Regions from separate parts of the Arachis hypogaea genome. Here region 2 is linked to region 1. A link is a contact called in public Hi-C data. All regions are on one chromosome and are shown on one strand. The core of a region is the stretch at or near the end of the contact, and the rest is flanking DNA. Distances in the headings are between cores, read along the strand shown. Region 1 holds the start of LOC112711090. Region 2 has its middle 18 kb from the start of LOC140175327.

Region 1 (2,916 bases), core at 200-2,699:
GTTTATATCAATGATGCATATATAGGAGATAAATTTTTAATAATAGATTGTTTGAATTTCAAACACACTTTTTTTATTATTTTAATTTACATTTATTCAATTCCTGAGTAAAGTACAACTTCAGTCTCTATCCATTTACCCGAACGGCAACAGGATTATTGAAAAAAAATGATCAAACTCTGATCCTGTGCTCCGATTGACAATGCAGTTTTTCTGTCACTTTCACAGCAAAAGATTGACAAAAATTGCTGACATATCTAAGTAAGCGAATGAGGTGGATGACTAAGGTGGTTAGGTGGAAGATGAAAGCCCATGTGGCTTGTTAGAAAGGATAGGGGCTTATCTGTCCTCTTCCACGTCACACGAGCGACTTCTGGAGAGGTTAAAATGACGTCGATCGTGTGACGTGGAAGAGGACAGATAAGTCCCTGTCTTTTCCAACAAGCCACGTGGGATTCCATCTTCTACCTAACCACTTTAGCCATCCACCTCATTTGCTTACCTAGACACATTAGCAGCAATTTCTGTCAATTTTTTGTCGTGAAAGTGACAAAAGAACCGCGTTGGCAATCAAAGCACATGGTCAATGTTTGAAATGGATTATTTTTTTTGTCAAGAGTCGCATTGTCATTCAGATAAATAGAAAGGGATTGGATTGGTACTTGTTCTTGTATGGATACCTGAAGGGAGAGCTCGGTCCCTGGGAGTGCCGACCTTTGAGCTTTTGTGGAAGTCCGAGCTTTTCTCCAAGGAGATGTCCAATTGCACAGAGCGTGAGCAAGGAATAAGGGGGGAGTGTACCTGCAAAGGCACTCCGAAGCTTAAGTCAGTATTGAAAATTCAATGTATCCTTTGAAGATAAAATATCATACCTTTATAGGTGAGATAAAATAGGTCGGTTACGTTTCTATTGATCATCGGAATTGAAGAGCAATTAATAGGTTTTTTAATAAGTGATAATGTCTGGTCGAACGTTTTTATTCCAGGATGTAGTCCGTTGAGTCTGATTGTAACGTATAACGCCAAATTATAACGTAAAGTGCCAAATTATGGTGCATAATGCCGAGTTATTGTATATAATGCCGAATTATAACATCAGATTTGTAACTGCCGTATCAATACTTTATTCTTCAATTTTCTTTGAAGTAATAAGTGCTTTAATTAACTTCTGAAATTCTATTGTGCCTAGCAGGTGATAAGATTTTGGGACTTTCTACCTTTCTCATATTTGGTAACTTTTTTTTTGGGACTTTCTACCTTTCTCATATTTGGTAACTTTTTTTTAATGCTACTATTTAAAGCATAGATGTAAAAATCAGACCGACCAGACGGCTGGATTGAAAAATCGGTGACACAGCTCCAAAACCGGTCTGAATTTGACATTTGATCGGACAAGGAATGAATCGGTGTGAACCGGTTTAAACTGACCAATTTTTGTGAACATCGGTGAACCGGCAGATTTGAGAAATCTGGACGGGTTCGAATTTGTAGTTAAAAAAAAAACCAACCCTAATTCACTCTCACTCTCACTCTCTCACTCTCACTCTCACTCTCATTCCAATTGAACTGAACGGCAGAGCGGCAGCTGCAGCTCACAGAGCTTTCACTGCCACCGAGCCTCTCGCCGGTTCCCGTGCGTCCCTCGCTCGCCTGTCGCCTCCGTCCGTGTCGCGTCTTCACTGCCTTTGCGGGCTGTGCTTCGCGTGTCGTGTCCGCCGCAGTGGGTCGCCTTCACTGCTGTGCTTTGCCGTGAGCTCGCTTCTCTGTCTCCTTCTTTTCTGCGTGCCGTCAGCTGTGAGCCCGTGGCTTCTCTTCTCTGTTGAGGTGAGTTTTTTATTATTGAAACATGTTCTTGACTGATTGGATCTGGATGATATTGATTAGCCATATATTTAACTTTTGCAAGGTGGTAAATATGGATAGGTTGGTTTTGCATCATTGCATTTGCATTTAATCAAACATATTAAAGGCTCTGGTAATAACACTTGGTTAATCTGAACATGAAGACAAGGATAAGTTACTTATAATCCTTATGCATTTCCTGATTAATCACATTGAGAAGCCTTCATAGTTTGGTAAAACATAGTTTCCATGTTTTTATCTTAGTCCTCTTTGTGATGTTTAAACCACCAAGTGTGTTCGTGTGCATTATTGTTCAACACCGACTAGATAGGTGATTTCTGTAAATTTTTAACTTTCATATCTCAATTAACAGATAAACCAGTGAGTGAGAAGTTACATGATTGACCAAGTAACAGATGGAGAAGATATAAGCGTGCAGCTTCATTTGATTGCAGAAAAGTTGCTCTTCTGTTTTCAATATTATAAGTTCTAACAGATTATTCAATGAAAGAACAAGTTTTCTATTTAGGATTTGATTGTTGCTGTTTCTTCTATATTGATTGTTGATATTTTTTTTTAAAGATATGCATATATATTGATTTATACCATGGTTGGTTGGAATAAGCATTGGTTGGAGAGGTTCTGTGAATTGATTAGATAATAGCTTATGTGATAGTGTGATTAGATGATTGGAAACTATGTATGTTACTCCTTGGACATAATTTATGGATTATTCCTCTTATTGTGTCAACTTAAGATATTATTATAGTATTGATTAATTTTATGTCTATTTTTGTATTACTTATTTTTATAAATTGAGACTACTGTCAAAGAAAACATGTATTTTAAATTTTAATTTTAAGTTTTTTTTACTATTTTATATTTTTATTTAAGTAATAACGGGTCAACCGGTTCTATCAGTGGCCCACCGATTAAACTAGTGACCCAGTAACCCAATAGCCTGAATGGTTTGATCACCATTTCGGTTTTGATAACTATGATTTAAAGCACATGCTAACAAATGAGCCAATTCCTATATCTACAGGAAAGCAAACAAAAGCATTAGGAAGAAGG
Region 2 (2,916 bases), core at 251-2,750, 360 kb before region 1:
AAAATTTATTTGTCATTAAAATCTTTCAAAATTATTTTTGTCAGAGTCGTAGATTTTCGAATACCATTTTAATAATTTACTCTTTTTATTTTATTCCGGAGACAGGCTTATAATCGTCTTTTTGAGTCGGACGAATTTGTTTGTCATTTATTGGAAACAGTCAAACAAAAGAAAAGCTATGTAGTGTGCATTTCTTTTTTTAATTTTTTTTGACGTGCTTCATTAATTTATTTTTTCCTCTCTCTTTAATTATGAACAACAAATGGCTCCTCATAAACAGCAAGTTGACAACGACAATACTAATTTTGCTGTATCATAAAAAAGAGGATGCCAATATATAACGTAACCTTTTCATGTATCATAATTTTTTGATGAATGAAATGAGGATTTTTATCTTTATCTACTTCAGATTCTTTTAACCCCGTTTTGATGATTCTTGACAAAGTTAACATGTAACAATATAGTCACCTTTAATTCTACATTCTTGTCCCACAAAGCATGTGCATATCCTCACCCTCCACAAAAATTTTAAGGAATAAAAGAAGTAGTAAAATACATTTTTTTTCCAACTTATTTTAAAACTTACACTTCCTTCCTTATAAAATATAACTATATGTCACACCCTTCTTTTCTTTTCATGTTTATTATTTTTTTACTAAAATAACTTTTTGAACAATACTACATAATCAATAAAATTTATTATTTTTGATCTAATTCTAAACCGTAAATACTAAATTCTAAGTCTTAAATATTAAATATAAAATTTTAATAATGTAAAAATAAAATGTTAATCCAAAGAATTGGTTAAGATTGATAAAAAAATATTAGCCTCTAATATTTCTCTAATATTTTTTGGGTGAAAAAGATATATTCAATTTTTCAAAGTTGCTGTATGTTGATCTGACTGTAATTTTTTCTGTATTTTTTTTTTCAGTTTAATACTATTGACATCGAAATCTATTTTTCACCTTAGTTGGTCAAATAAAACCAACAAATACCTTAAAAAAACCAACAAGAATTTTTTCCGTCAAAGTTTCTAGGCATAGAATTATATATAGGCACAAATTATTAGCTCCGGGAAAAAAAAAGGAAAAAAAAACAGAAAAGACAGAAAAGGAGAGAAAGAGCTAGAATAATAGACTTAGAGAAAGATGGAAGAAGAGAATCTTGAAAGCTTAATTGAGTAACGGTGGGAAGGTCCACAGCCTTTCCCTTCCATTCATGGTTGGGTCCCGAATAGAATTCCGAACATCCAAATAATGCTTTATTATTAGGATTTTGTTAAGATAGCTAGCTTGTTAGTTAAAAATATAAAAACAGAAAAATTTTATTGAAAATATAAAAAATTTAAGTTTTTATTGATATAAAAAAAAAACTCCTTAGCAAAATGCTTAGTATTAATAAATTAATCTGATTCCAGTAATGAATGATAACTCATCACATGTAATGCATGTGATCATCATCCTCTCCTCTAGAATCATATTGTTGAAAACAAAAAGGAGCCACCCAATCCATTATTTATTTATTTATTTATGATGTGAACAAACCACACTTTGTTAGTATCTATATATATTTGCATAATAATATGGCACTTGTGGATTCCACACGCAAATAATATCAGTACTATATATTAATTAATTATAGTTAATTAATTCCTGAAATACAACATGGTTATTAATGGGCCAATATACTAAGTTTAGCATTAAGCTTTTGCAGCACTATTCTATTTGCTTTCTTTTTTTGAGGGGGCCACATTTCTACCCACTTCTTTGTTGGCTTTCTCAGAAGTCTAGTCTATTATCAAAATTTGTAACTAAATTCTATTCATATATTTAAAATCCCTCTACCTCTAAAGATGAAATCCGAATTATCGATACTAATTAAGAAAAAAGGAAAGTCACTACTCCTCTACTTTACCATAGTCTTGTCTCTCGATCGTGGTTGTGTTAACATCCACGTGGTTGGAAAATAGTTATAAAATTACATATCATATAATGAAGAAGTGTTGCTAGTTTTTTTAAATAAGTATCGGATGATGTTTAAATTTTATTTTGTACAAATAACAATTCATTAATTATCGACAAATTCTTAAGTGGAACTCAAATTCACATTAGATTAGTATTTGTCAAACTAAAATACGTTGGATAATAAAAAAGATTGATTTAATTACTCTATTGATCCTTATAATTTTACCGAATTTTCAATTAGGTTCCTATACATTTTTTTTAATTGAGTTCTTGAGCCAATATTTTTTTCAATTAGATCCTTACCCTAACAAAAATATTTAATTTAACAGAATATTCTATTTCTAAATTAAAGATATTCTAACTTTTTTCTATATCCCGAATTCTCTTTCTCTTTTTATTTTTACAAAGACAAAATTAGCTTCTCACTATCTTACTTCTCCTCCTCCTCTCTGTCTCCCTTTTCTACTCCCGCCTTTTCCTCTCCCACCCTCAATTCTCCCACTTCTGTCGCACACCCCTCCTTCCCCCTTCCTCTTCTTCGATTCCACCTCTTGAGTTTGACTTTAACACCCTTCCTTCTACCTCCCGAGCTCTCCCAAGATCCACTCTTGTGTTTTTCACAGAAGAAAAGCTCCCGAAGTTATGCTGGGGTACCCACTAAAGAAAAACTCTCAAATTAGCTGTGTCGATCTTCGAGGTGACCTCCGACACCGTTATCTTTGCACCAAGAAAGATAGAATAAGAGAAAGACTGCAAAAGAGAGATCACATTATGGAGAGAAAGAAAGGGGTCGAGACCGTAGAAGAGCAAGGCAGTAGATGGTTACATTACTGTTGCCATTGTTGTTGGAGGAGGTCGCTGACGAGCTATTCCTTTTCCATTTGTTCTCAGTGTTTGTTATAACCATTGTTGTAATTTTTTCTAAATTCTTTTTCATTGTTGTAATTGT

Evidence for each region. Hi-C and Micro-C count contacts between places; a contact is called where the count stands out from the background.
Region 2: a contact with region 1 is called in a Hi-C map of leaf, with 2.8 times the contacts expected there. The contact joins the enhancer-like site here to the promoter of LOC112711090 in region 1. A contact is called at or near these places in 2 of 8 Hi-C or Micro-C datasets (both in leaf).

The regions. Positions count from the first base shown.
Region 1 is chr9:80,078,594-80,081,509 of arahy.Tifrunner.gnm2.J5K5, reverse strand. LOC112711090 reads left to right here and starts at 1,449. Exons shown (of 18, transcript XM_029289103.2): 1 at 1,449-1,824; 2 at 2,888-2,916.
Region 2 is chr9:80,434,130-80,437,045 of arahy.Tifrunner.gnm2.J5K5, reverse strand. No RefSeq gene overlaps it. Among protein-coding and RNA genes, the nearest start is that of LOC140175327, 18 kb to the left of the region's middle. Within about 2 kb of position 1,500, at least 2 of the 3 cell types and tissues checked have open chromatin away from gene starts, as enhancers often do.